3 separate regions of the Mus musculus genome follow, and all the other regions are linked to region 1. Evidence: chromatin contacts called from public HiChIP or PLAC-seq data. All regions are on one chromosome and are shown on one strand. The core of a region is the stretch at or near the end of the contact, and the rest is flanking DNA. Distances in the headings are between cores, read along the strand shown.

The links. HiChIP or PLAC-seq counts read pairs in DNA pulled down with a chosen protein or histone mark.
Region 2: a FOXA1 HiChIP or PLAC-seq map of pancreatic cancer cells shows a contact between it and region 1. The contact joins two enhancer-like sites. A contact is called at or near these places in 6 of 39 promoter capture datasets (cranial neural crest, embryonic stem cells, frontonasal cranial neural crest and 3 more), 2 of 484 Hi-C or Micro-C datasets (liver and palatal mesenchyme) and 3 of 115 datasets of contacts at active chromatin or transcription factors (embryonic basal ganglia, epiblast stem cells and pancreatic cancer cells).
Region 3: a contact with region 1 is called in an HNF4G HiChIP or PLAC-seq map of pancreatic cancer cells. The contact joins two enhancer-like sites. A contact is called at or near these places in 1 of 484 Hi-C or Micro-C datasets (the HL-1 cell line) and 1 of 115 datasets of contacts at active chromatin or transcription factors (pancreatic cancer cells).

What each region holds. Positions count from the first base shown.
Region 1 is chr7:112,786,784-112,790,579 of GRCm38.p6, forward strand. The region is part of intron 2 of Tead1 (TEA domain family member 1); the gene reads left to right. Among named protein-coding and RNA genes, the nearest start is that of Tead1, 110 kb to the left of the region's middle. Within about 2 kb of position 1,743, at least 88 of the 459 cell types and tissues checked have an H3K27ac peak or open chromatin away from gene starts, as enhancers often do. A contact at or near this core is called in liver and pancreatic cancer cells, where this site is marked.
Region 2 is chr7:112,442,055-112,446,139 of GRCm38.p6, forward strand. All of the region lies in intron 1 of Parva (parvin, alpha), which reads left to right. Among named protein-coding and RNA genes, the nearest start is that of Gm45998, 7.3 kb to the right of the region's middle. Within about 2 kb of position 2,772, at least 43 of the 459 cell types and tissues checked have an H3K27ac peak or open chromatin away from gene starts, as enhancers often do. A contact at or near this core is called in liver and pancreatic cancer cells, where this site is marked.
Region 3 is chr7:113,145,589-113,149,346 of GRCm38.p6, forward strand. No RefSeq gene overlaps it. Among named protein-coding and RNA genes, the nearest start is that of Gm33659, 4.1 kb to the right of the region's middle. Within about 2 kb of position 2,368, at least 142 of the 459 cell types and tissues checked have an H3K27ac peak or open chromatin away from gene starts, as enhancers often do. A contact at or near this core is called in pancreatic cancer cells, where this site is marked.

The DNA of each region.
Region 1 (3,796 bases), core at 493-2,992:
TTTGTATTGTGGGCAGAGAGAGTCACGTGTCCCTATTGAAAAATCCCTATTTCCTTTTCCTGGGGAATTAAAGTCTCCAGCAGCTTTATGCCATTGTAAAGGAAAGCAGTTAATAAATGGAGGCTGTGGTAAACAGCTGTGGTCTCTTGACTGCTTGCTATAGACTAGGGACTGGAGCAAGCGGCCAGCTAGCTCAGTAGCTCTGAAACTGGTATCTTTTGCAAATGGGAAAGCCAGAGCTCAAAGGGGCCAGTATTGCAAAAGACCATGCCGCAAGGACCTGGGTGTGATCCAGCATGTCTGCTTTGACAGCTCGTGCACTTTGCTGGATGTCAGCCATGCCAGAAAACCATCAGCCTTTTCTAAGGTTGTTTATGAACACCCCAGAATCCAGCTGAGAATTCTCTTATTGTGTCTCTGAGAATCATGGCCTGCTTAATCCCTATTCTGCCTCTGGTAATGAAGGTAGATGCTCCAGGTCGAATTGATCTGAAATTCTTAAGAGTGAAGAGGAGTGTTTGATGTGTTCTCGGAGGCAAAGCTTACTGGACATTTATTTAATGCAGATATGTTTCATGTAACCTGGCACAAACAACTTGGGTCTCAGTGGAGGCATCAGAGTCTTTCCAAGACGAGGTTGTCACTAGCAGCTAATGCTGCTTCAGTGTTGATGTTGGTAAAGGACTGTAGCTCTGGGGCCAGCCCTTCAGAATAGCATTGCCGCCTCAGGATCAGCCCAGTCAGCTTGGGATGGCGACCGAGGAGGAAAGAGCCCGCGATAGATAGACACATTTCAGTTGCACTCTTGTGCATGTTTATTGAGTTAGTTATTATTGCATAATGTTGGAGCCAAAGAGTATGGTGTGATTATAGGTTTTATTGTTGGGTCTTGAGCTATATCCAGACATCGTTTTCCATAGGGAACTTGAATCCCAAAAGAGGAGAGATTATGCCTTTGTTTTGAAATAACTTTTTTTGGGGGGGGGTCTGTAGTAAAGCATGAAAAGTTGAACTTATCATTTACAGATTGGGGTGCAGGCACGCTGAGATGCTGCCTCAGGGCGTTAAGTGCTTGCTGTACAAGCATGGGAACACCAGTGCTGGGGTGTAGAGACAGGTGGATTCGGTAGCTCTCAGGCCAGACAGTCAGGCCTATTAGTGTGGTCCATATTCAATAAAAGACCCTGTCTCAAAAAATAAGGCGGAAAGCACCTCCTGTAGATTTGTGGCCTCATGCATGCATATTAGAAACACACGCCTACATACAAATTACTCATTCTCTTGCATTTATCTCCATGATAGAATGCATGCTTAGCATGTATGTGCAAAGCTCTGGGTATAACCCCAGGACCCCAAACAAAAAAAGTTCTTCTGCTCAGCCCTCCATCCAAACCATTCCCCATTGTCTCCACTCAGCAATGGAGATAACTGTTCAGGAAAGGGCCAGGCTTTTTGTTGCTACTCTGCAATCTGCCATTTTACTGTGTAGCTTGCTTCCCTGACAGGTACTGGTGGCCAGGTGCCGTTAATCCAGGTCAAGATGAAGAAAATGTACTTTTGTCAATTCCCCAGGCATCTAGCCGACCAGCCGGGTCTCAGGTATTCCAGATATGAGCGACGTGCTGTTGCGCAAGCTCCATGCATTGCTAGCTAGGAGATACAGAGGCCTGCCTGCCCTGAGCCCTTTGTTCTCCTGCTTGAAAGCAGTTAATTAGCAACTGTCTCCATAGCAACTACCTCATAGTCCAAAAACATTGTCTAGTTTTTCAGTTTAGCTTATCACACTGTTTACCTGAAGGGCTTTTCAGTGCTCTGAGTCTCATTTGAGTTGGCACCATGCCTATTGGGGAAGTGAATTGTCAAGAAAGAAAAAACACCACGGTAGCCAGGAGCCAAGCAGCCTTCTGACCAGGGCCATCCTGGGTGCTGGATGTGTAGCAAACAAAAGTTGCGTAGGCCTAATCTTTTTACCTATATTTTTCAGCTTGGCAGAAAACTGCTGTCCTTGCCCACCTGGCCCCGAGTCTGGAGGCTGCTTTCTCTCCCCCGCCCCCCCTTCCTGAAAGGTTTTCTAATGTTGTTCACATTCCCTCTTTATGGTAAGTTTTCTGTTATTGCTCATCCTGCAACCCCAGGTGTTCTCAGCCACAGAGCAGTCGAGGAAAGTTCTTCCTCCCTCGGGCATTTCTGAAGGCCCTGGGATGGTGGGTTTAGAAATGTGTGTGCAAATTTAGAACCACTTTGTTTTTCCATCTTCCCGAGGAAGAACCCCTCTTTCCTGCCTCTGGTAGCTTAGGTGGGCCATGTTTAAGACCAGGCAACTTCAGGTGGCTTTGAGTAAAACAGGAAGGAGAATTACGGCTTTTCATAAGCCACAAAGACGATAATACTTTTCACGGCTTTTGTTGATGGAGCACTACGTGTGTGGCCCACCGATTAGGCAAGGTGGGAGGTGTGTAGGAAGGAAGGCTCCTTCCTGAGTGTCTGCTGTGTGTGTGTCTTAATGGAACTGGCTCTCCTGGGCTGCTCGTGGTGACGCTGCAGCTTGGCCCCATACTCACAGAGCTCCATGGGGGTTGTTGGTGGGTTTAGTCTGTGTATATTATAGACTGTAGTGTGCTGCACACCTTTGCTAAGAAAGCAGGATAGAGGAGCTGGAGAAATGGCTCAGAAGTTAAGAGCAGTTGTTGCTCTTTCAGAGGACCCAGGTTCAGTTCTCACAGCTCCAGTTTCAGGGGGATCCGACTCCTTTTCTTTCAGGCAAAACACTCATACACATAAGTTAAAATAAATCTTAAAATATACAAGCTGGATAGAATTTAGGTAGTGTATATACACTGTGGCATTGCTTAAGCTGGGTCTAGGGGGAAAAGAAACCATGAAGCCTTCCTGCATGCTTTTCCAGAGCCTCTTAATAGATAGACAGCGGAGAACAATATGCTTGAGGCCTTGGCTGGAGGTTCTAGCAGGGAGTAGCTTGGAATACCCTTGAGGGTAGGAAGGTACGCCTTTGTCTGGGGAGATGGTTCACTTCGGTGTGTAGCCTCTGCAGGGACAAATGCCAAGCAGTGAAGATGGGAGGAGACACCCACCTAGCTAGTCAGATCAGGGGACTCACTCCTGGGCCTATGTACCAAGGACATGGCCTGGGCACAGGTGTTACATGCCTATCAACCCTCAAATCTAAGAATAGAATGTTCTTTTGAGGCAACTGCCCCCCCCCCCCCCGCAGATTATGCTAAAATAAATTTTTCTTCAAAACCAGGACCATCCTGTGATGTCTCCCTCCCTCCATCCTTTATATTCTTCTCTCTCCATCAGGATGGTCAGGAACTTGCTATGTAGTCCGGCTGGTCTTGAACTGACAAATTCCTGACTCTGCCTCCTAACAATAACAAACATTAGTTTTTCAAATCTTTTAGTGAACCTGAAGGTGACAGTGCTTGTGCCTGAGCTTGTATTCCAAGGCTTTAAATTCAATTCTATGGCTCATTCATGAGTATATCATGCCTTTAAATATGGGCTGAAAAGCCTGGCTTTTCCCTAGTGGAGATCTCTCATATCCAGCATAGGTTCATTAAAACCTGGCCATTCCAGGCAAGCTGTCTTCTTTTCTTTGAGAAATATATTAAGCAGAAACTGAGGTTAATGTAGTAAACAAGACATTTGATATGATTTAATCATGCCTCCTTGTTAAAAATAGACATTTTATGGGCTGAATGCAGAGACTGATCTGAATTGCAGCTGGTTAGGACTAGGCGGTGGTGAGAGCAGGTGAGGAAGTGGGAGGGCCTTT
Region 2 (4,085 bases), core at 1,522-4,021, 340 kb before region 1:
AAGCAGGCCACACAACAGACTCAATATTAAATTACCTTTAAAAGTAAAATACTTTTAAGAGCCAGGTGTAAACTTTTGTGCAGTGTCCAGTTTGTTGTGCAGCCTGAATCCAGTAAGAAATCCAGGTGAGGATTTCACCTGAGGACAAGAGCCCTGGATTTGAAGCTACCTAAGCCTGGGCCTTTGTCCCCACCAATCACAGTCCTCTGTTTCCCCTGCAGGTGCCAGGCAGGCAAGAGTTGTGTGTGTTCTGGTCACATTTATGTCCCAGGCGTCTGTCCCTGGTGTCTGTCATAGCGCAGAGTATCCCACACCCTCTCCATGATGTGTGTCTTAACTGGATCGGACCATCAGTAGGCAGCTTGTTCCCATCAAGGAAGGCCCCAATTTACCTCAAATTCCCTTGTAATCCTGGGTGACTTCTCTTGTTGCTGGATTCGATCTAGATCTCAACTTATGGTGTGTGTGTTTAGCTTGTGAAAATCCCTCCCTTTTCTCTCCCCAGGAATGTATCTTCTTTGTGGGAAGACATTCTCAGTGAGTCCTATTATGTGGCAGTCCTCTAGGAGCGGAGACCAAGTCCTAGGATATGTGCATAGTGAGTGTGTAGCATGAAGGAGGGGGCTGGCAAGGCTTCCTCTGAGTGGCTCTGTACACGTTCATGTGGGCACACTGAAATAAAGGACTGAGATGTAGTAGCTCACTGGCAAGACCAGGGGGCAGGAAGCAGTATAGGCAGACCAGACTCTCTAAGGTTCAGAATTATTTCAACCCAGCCCCCTCCCATCCTTTCTTGTCAGCCTCAACGTACTTTCACTGAAGTGCAAAGCTTAAGGAGCTGCAAATGAACCAGGAACAAGGCTACCACTCCTCAGCAAGAGTCCTGCCTATCAATCAATCGTGACAGCTAATTAGGTGGTGAGGCACCAGCCTGTAACCCCAGCTACCTGAGTCTCAAGTTCAGGTGCTACCTATCGTACTTTGAAAAACCCAGTCTTAAAATAAAATAGCAAGACTAGCCTGGTCGAGGACAGCCAGGGTTACATAGAGAAACCCTGTCTTCAAAAACAAAAACCAATAAGGAGGTGACCAAAGGGCCCATACAAACCATGGCAAAGCCCACGGGTGTCTGTAGGAAGTGGGGCAGCTTGGACTGCTGTTCCCTAAGCACTAATCACTGCCTTTTGAGATAGTGTCTCTTATTGGCCCAGAACTTGCCAAGAAGTCTAGGCTAGCAGGCCAGTGATCCCTAGGGACCTGCCTGTCTCCATCTCCCCTCCAAGGTTAGGATTCTAAGCACATACTATCATGCCATTTGGGCTTTTGCTGATATATGTGAGTTCTGGGGACTGAACTCACATCTTTGTGCTTGCGAGGAAGCACTTGACTGTGCCATCTCCTCCGCTTCCTTCTGTTGACAAGTGGGTTTTGCAGGTGACCTGCATCTGGGACAGAAGTTAATCATCAGATGGGTCACATCTGCTGTGGACCTGAGCCTGCTGGAGCACGTGTCTGTCACACCCCATACTTCAGGGAGTGTTTCTGGGGGTCACTTTGTAGCAGATGTAGCCACAGTACTTATTAACACCACTGCTCTCAGCTGTGCTGTGGCAAGCACAGTTCAGCTCTCTGCAGTCAGGAGTGACGCTCTGCACCAAGTATAGCTGAGGTGACCTGGAGGTGGCCACATTGGGCTGGCATGGGTTGTTTCTACCATGATGTGAATGCAGGTTGTGGGTACCCCATGACTCAGGAGGCTCAGTGTAGCAGGCTCCATGTTCCCCTCTCTCCATAACACCTTCATTGGTAGGATATTAACTCTGCTAATTGCAGAGTCCCCTGACTTCTTGATTCAGAATAGTGATTCTACAGTCAATGTTTGCCTTGGCTTGCATGACTATGGGGGCTGCAGGCAGAAGAGGAGGTAGAAGATGAGGCACTAAGGCAGCAGGTGTGGGCATTCTGAACAGAGACTCTGAACAGTATCTGTCACATGCCTTAGTTTTTCTATTACCATCTTTCTTGTTGCTGGGACAAAATACCTGGTGGAAGGAAGGAAGGAAGGAAGGAAGGAAGGAAGGGAGGGAGGGAGGGAGGGAGGGAGGAAGGAAGGAAGCTAGCTTAACTTGGCTCACAGTTCCAGGGTGCATTTATGGGAAAGAGGCCATGGCAGCAGGAGCATGAGCCAGCCAGCCATATCGCACCTGCAGGCAGGATGCAGAGGGAAACAATGCTGGTGCCCACTGCCTCCTTTTTATTTTGTCTTGGACCCTACCCCATGGGATGGTGCCACCCACAATCCAGGATGGCTCTTTGCTGTTCTGTAAAAACCTTTCTGGACACGTCTTCATAGATACACTCAGGGATGTGTTTCTATGGTGATCCTAAATCCAGTTAAGTTGACAGTCACGATTAACCGTCACGGCCTTGAATCAGAGAGACTTATGGGAATCCGGGGCACAGTCTCAGATGCAGGGTCCTGAGGAGAAAGGCCAGCAGGCTGGGCTCCTCACTGAGTAACAGCTTGAGCTGTTGATAACCACTACAGAATCACAATTTCACTGGCTCCATGAGGCCCCGAGAGGGTGTTCACAAAGGAGCCTCCAGCTTCTTGCCCTATTCACCCCGCTCCCTCGCACCTCAGGCTTGGAAATAAACAGTCCTCTCTGCTGGAAGGAATTTTCCTATTTACCATAAGGCTGAGTACACATACACACCCTTCCTGGCTCGCAGCCCTGGTGGAGCAGACCTGCAGATGACAGGTAGTTAATAGTGACAGCTGGGAGAAGCCTGGGCAGCAGGAGCTGACAGTTTTGAGGTTGTTTGCAAAACACAGGGGGAGGGTAACCCAGTTCCAATGTAAAGCAAGTCTGAGGGTGTAGCCCTTGTCAGGGAGCTGCAGCTGCGTCTTGGCTGAGGGTTGCAAGGCGTCCTGGTGGGCTCGGTAGCCCCTCCAGCGCCTGTCCAGTCTCCCGGAGGAAAAATGACGCCTCACCTGCTTTTCCTCACTCCCGTCATTATGGGAAATTGCAAGGCTCCCTGGTGACTCCGAAGGAGAAGATTGATTTGTTGCTTCTGATTGTCACTGTGCTAATGTGACAGGGTGATGGGCACCCAGATTCACGCCTAGTAATGGCCCTGCCAGAGGTGGATGTTAACACAATTGGGACCCGACACTTCAATAAATCGGGGACATTCTACCACAGAGATCAGAGTTCAGAATTGCTTAAATTGGTGTTGAAGCAGGTGGGGAAGAGGAGTCCAGGGGCCATGAATTTCATGGTTGGCAATTGACTTTCATTTTGGAAGGCCTGACTGTCAGCTTTTCCAGTCTATGACATCAATTGAAGTCATTTGGACTCCTGGCTACCTAGCCCTTTCAGGATTGCTGGTTCTGGGAATTGTGATTCATGGTGTTCTTGTGTGAAAAAAAAAAAATCTAACAGCCTCTTCTGAACCTCTGGGGTTGGAAGATTGTGTTTGATGGGGAGGATGGAGGGAGTGTGAATGACAGATTCCGCTCCTGCCTGGTGCGCTGATCCCTCCCAAGCCACCCTTCTTGCCCAGACCTCTTACCTTAGGGCCTCTTGCCTTAACTTGCAGGTTCATTAACCTGGGTGTCATGATACTGTCATGCAGTAGTACCTTGTCTTCACGTAGCTTCTCGTGAGGTGGGAATGCACATTTTAGGTCTCTGCTGGGAGTTGAAAGCCAGAGGAAAGACTGGTCCCTATAGAGGAATGGTAATTAAAAAAAAAAATCTATACTGAGATATAACCTAAAGGTGTTGTGTTTGCTGTTGTACAATCATTGCTATAAGTTGAAGATGTTTTCTCTGCCTGCTTCCCCATCCCTCTACCTCAGTCTACTCTTTATTTCCATGGATTTGCTTACTGTCCTGGATAGCTTTAAGATCAGCTTGACATAGATAGCCTCAGCTGAGGAATGGCCTGCATCATATTGGCCTGTGGGCATGACTGGAGAATTATCTTGATTGTTAATTGTTGTAGGAAGGTCCAGCCCATCATGGGCAGCATCATCCCTAGACAGGTGGTCCCCAACTATGTAAGAAAGCAAGCTGAGTA
Region 3 (3,758 bases), core at 1,118-3,617, 360 kb after region 1:
GACAGTGGCTTCCCTACCTCGAGAATCAGAGTTGGATTGTTTTTTTTTTTTTTCCTACTTTGCCTGCCTTCCAGATTCTCACAGATTCACAATGAGCACACATTTTGCAAGTCTGCCTGCCCCCTCCTCTGCATAGCACATTGAGTATTTTCCACATTGTTCTGTCTTAATCATAGCTAATCTTCAGTGGGTTTGAATACCTGCTGCTCTCACTTGGAAGGGCTTTTTTTTTTTTTTTTGCATGAATGTATGAATGTCTAACCAGATGCATTCACACACACATAAATTACACAGGTATGCACACATGTCTGTGTCACAGATTAGCCTCAGCACCCCAAATATATCATCTCAAGACCTGTTGATCTCTTCTTAACCTTTTGCCTTAACAAGTAGAACAATTATCGGCAAGCTGGCTGAAACTCACCCACTCAGGAAACCAGGCAAGCGAGTGAAAATGGTGTTACTGTAAAAATAATAATAACAATAACCTTGAATCTACTCTAATTCGTAACAAAAGCTGCTCATTTGCAAACCCCAGCTTGGTTACTGTTCAGAAGGCAAACAGCACCCAGAAACACAGTTCACACCCGAGGGCAGCAGCCAGCAAGTCCCAGAGCTGATCCTGGGGTCTGCAGGCTAGCTGGGGAAGGCAGACTCCTGAAGCAGTATGGTGGAAACTTGGCTAGAGGGCACACATCTCAACAGGAAGTGGCACCTGCCTCTTGATGGTGGCTGTCACTCAAAGCAAAAAAAAAAAAAAAAAAAGGGGGGGGGGGAGTCTATTTCAAATAGGACAAAGTGCTCAACTCAGGATTCGGGGACTGATGATGTCCATCCTTCAGTGGCTTAAACTTGGTGCACAAAGTGCATATCCACAGATGCTGCTTGCCAAGGAGGCCTCTCAAGACCCTCTGAAAGGTTTGTTGACTGCATGTGTCTGGGAGCCGAGGAAGGTTTCAGAACAGATGACGCCATCTGAATATGCATTGGTTTGGAAGTTTCAGTAGGATGGGGAAAGAGAAACTGGAGAATGTGGTGGACACCGGGCAGGGAGGGTAGGCAGCACCAGCATGGCAGACAGACACTGCAAGCTTGAGGACCACAAGAAGAGGCAGTAGTGGGCCAATTCTGAGCTTTCTCCCCGTCTCCAGGCTGACATGTAGCTCGGTCACACGGGTGACCGCACCCTTCCTGAAGTTTGTGCCATGTGTCATCACGGCACAAAATGTTACTCTGTGACTGAGAACAGGGCTACTGAGTCAACAGCTTTCCTAAAATGACGGGTTTGGGGAGGAAATTAAAATTAAAAATTAGCACTTGCTGACAAGCCTGAGCACCTGAGTTGGATCCGTGAGAGCCTCTTTGTAGAGAGAAATAACTGATTCTTGAAAGTTGTCCCCTGGTCTCCACACCCTTATTGTGGCACAAAACCTTCCCCCAACTAATACAATCAATCAATCAATGTATGCTAAGGAAAATTAAGCCAAAGCCACTTGAGAAACAGATATCCTCAGACAACACTTTTGCCAACTTGGTGGTATCAAATTATTAGACATTAAGGACCTGTGCGTAAGGATTCAGTTGATTATAGGATCCACTCTCAATTCTGTGACCTTGAGTGGAGGAGAGAACATAGTTTATCTGGCCTCAGCTTCTTTATCGAGAAAATGGCATAATAATTTCTACCTCAGCACCAGCAGTAAAGAGTCAATGGATAAAATGTGCAGTGGTCCTGATGAGGGCCCTCAGAGCATCGCTGCCTTCTCTTCTTCCTGTGAGGTCCTTTAAGAGTTAACTCACAGAACAAATAGGCACAAAACCTGTGGCGTTTGGAAGAAGCTTGTGGGTGGACTTCCAGGCAGAAAGGGAAGTAGCTCGAGATACCACCCCATTAATGCTGACTAACTCCCCTGGAATTAAGTGAAGGACAAAGGAGCTTAATTCAGTGGGATCTCAAAGAAACAGTGTGTGTGTGTGTGTGTGTGTGTGTGTGTGTGTGTGTGTGTGCGCGCTTGTGAATCCTTTCCAAAGCCCACAGCCTCCTCAACAGGGCAGGGCCACCGTGGGTGGAACTAAGGGTTTCAGAACAATGGCAGGGATTCTAATCTCTCAGAAGAGCAGGGTAGCTGGGAGGCAGAGGAAGGTTGGGGTGGGTAGACTTCCCTGTGACTCTCCAGCTCTGGACTAAAGTGCTCAGGTTTGGGGAGGTTCCCAAGGTTCCTTGGCCATGCTGAATCAAGTGTCAGCCTAGGCTGATTCACAGCTTGAGACGCTGGCAGCTTGCAGCAGACCGGCGGGCCGGGCCGGCAGCCCAAGAGTGAGCTCATTAGCCACAGTGGACCCTAAGCTATGCCGAGTCGCCCAGGCTGCTTCGGTCTGTGAGGCATAGAAGCTTCGTGCCTGAGTCAGGACTGCACCAGCTTCCCAAATCACTGTCTCTGGAAGGGAGTTCCAAAGGCACTTGTCACTGAGTTCTTGGTGGTCCCAACATCCTGTCACAATTCTCTGCAAAAGGCTAATGACAAGTGATGTCATTCTATCCCTTAGTGAAAAGAGCACATGATTATATTCATGAAGTAGAAGCCCAGCCTTGGTCAGACACTGGGCCCCAGTCTGAGGTTTTGAAAATGTGGTTGTCATTAACAAGCCAGATGGAGACCTTCCTGTCTGCGGTACAAAAATCCACAAGACACAGCTGGCCTGCCTGACCTCAAAAAGGGCTTCTAGAAGAGTTTCTGTCCCGGAGAGAGGCAGACAGCAAGACAACCAGAGTACATTCATGCAAGGCCTTGGGCAATGGGGCATGTCTGTAATCTCAGCACTTGGGAGGCTGAGGCAAGGGGATCCGAAGTCCAAATCCAGCTTGTGTTGTGCTCTGAGGTACCGTCTCAAAAGATAAAAAGTATATATGAAAGAAAAAAGGAAGGCAGGAAAACATTCATACATGTGCACACACCCCATCTGTACACACACACACACAAACACACACGCAGACATGCACATACACATATACATACATACATACATACATATTCACACACATTGTCTATTTTTTTTAAAAATCAAAAAACAAAAGATATTCCTCCAAGGAAATCTGATGATTTATCTGATGACCAACTGGGCTACAGAACACCAGAGTTTAATGATGTCCCTTAAGGACAACCACATACCGAGAAGGTGTCTCTTGGGTGTGGGTGACTTGAAATAATCACCATTTGCTAACTTGTTCTTCCAGGGAAGTGTGTCAGCCTTGGGTGAGCGAGTCTACCACTGGAGTACGCACTTTTCCTCAGAGAGGCGCCTGCTCTCTCAAGCATCTCTCCATGGCTCACGGTGGTTTGATGAGTCACGTTAGTGAGCTGCCTTTGAAACAGAGGTTCCTTCCCAGAATCCTCTTCTAAAACACTTCCATAATGCTGTTATGTTACTAGTCTTGCAGGAGTTCAAGAAGGCTGAATTCTGCATCCTATTGGGTGTCTTCCCCTTTCTTTTCCTTTCTTCTCCCTCTTTGTCCCTTCTCTCCTCTTCTGATGAACACATGCCATGTACCGGAGGGCAGGATGGAATGGTCTTGTAGACTTGATCTAGGTCCTTTGCTGGCTTCCTTCATGAGTCAGACATGGTTTAAGACCTGTCTTCCTGGCTAAGCTTGGTGCAGGCTGGTGATGTCAGCTACCTGGGAGCCTGGGGCCCTTTGGGAATGGAGAGCTGAATGACAGCCACTCTCCTCACAAAAGTCCCTCTTTATTTAGAAATCC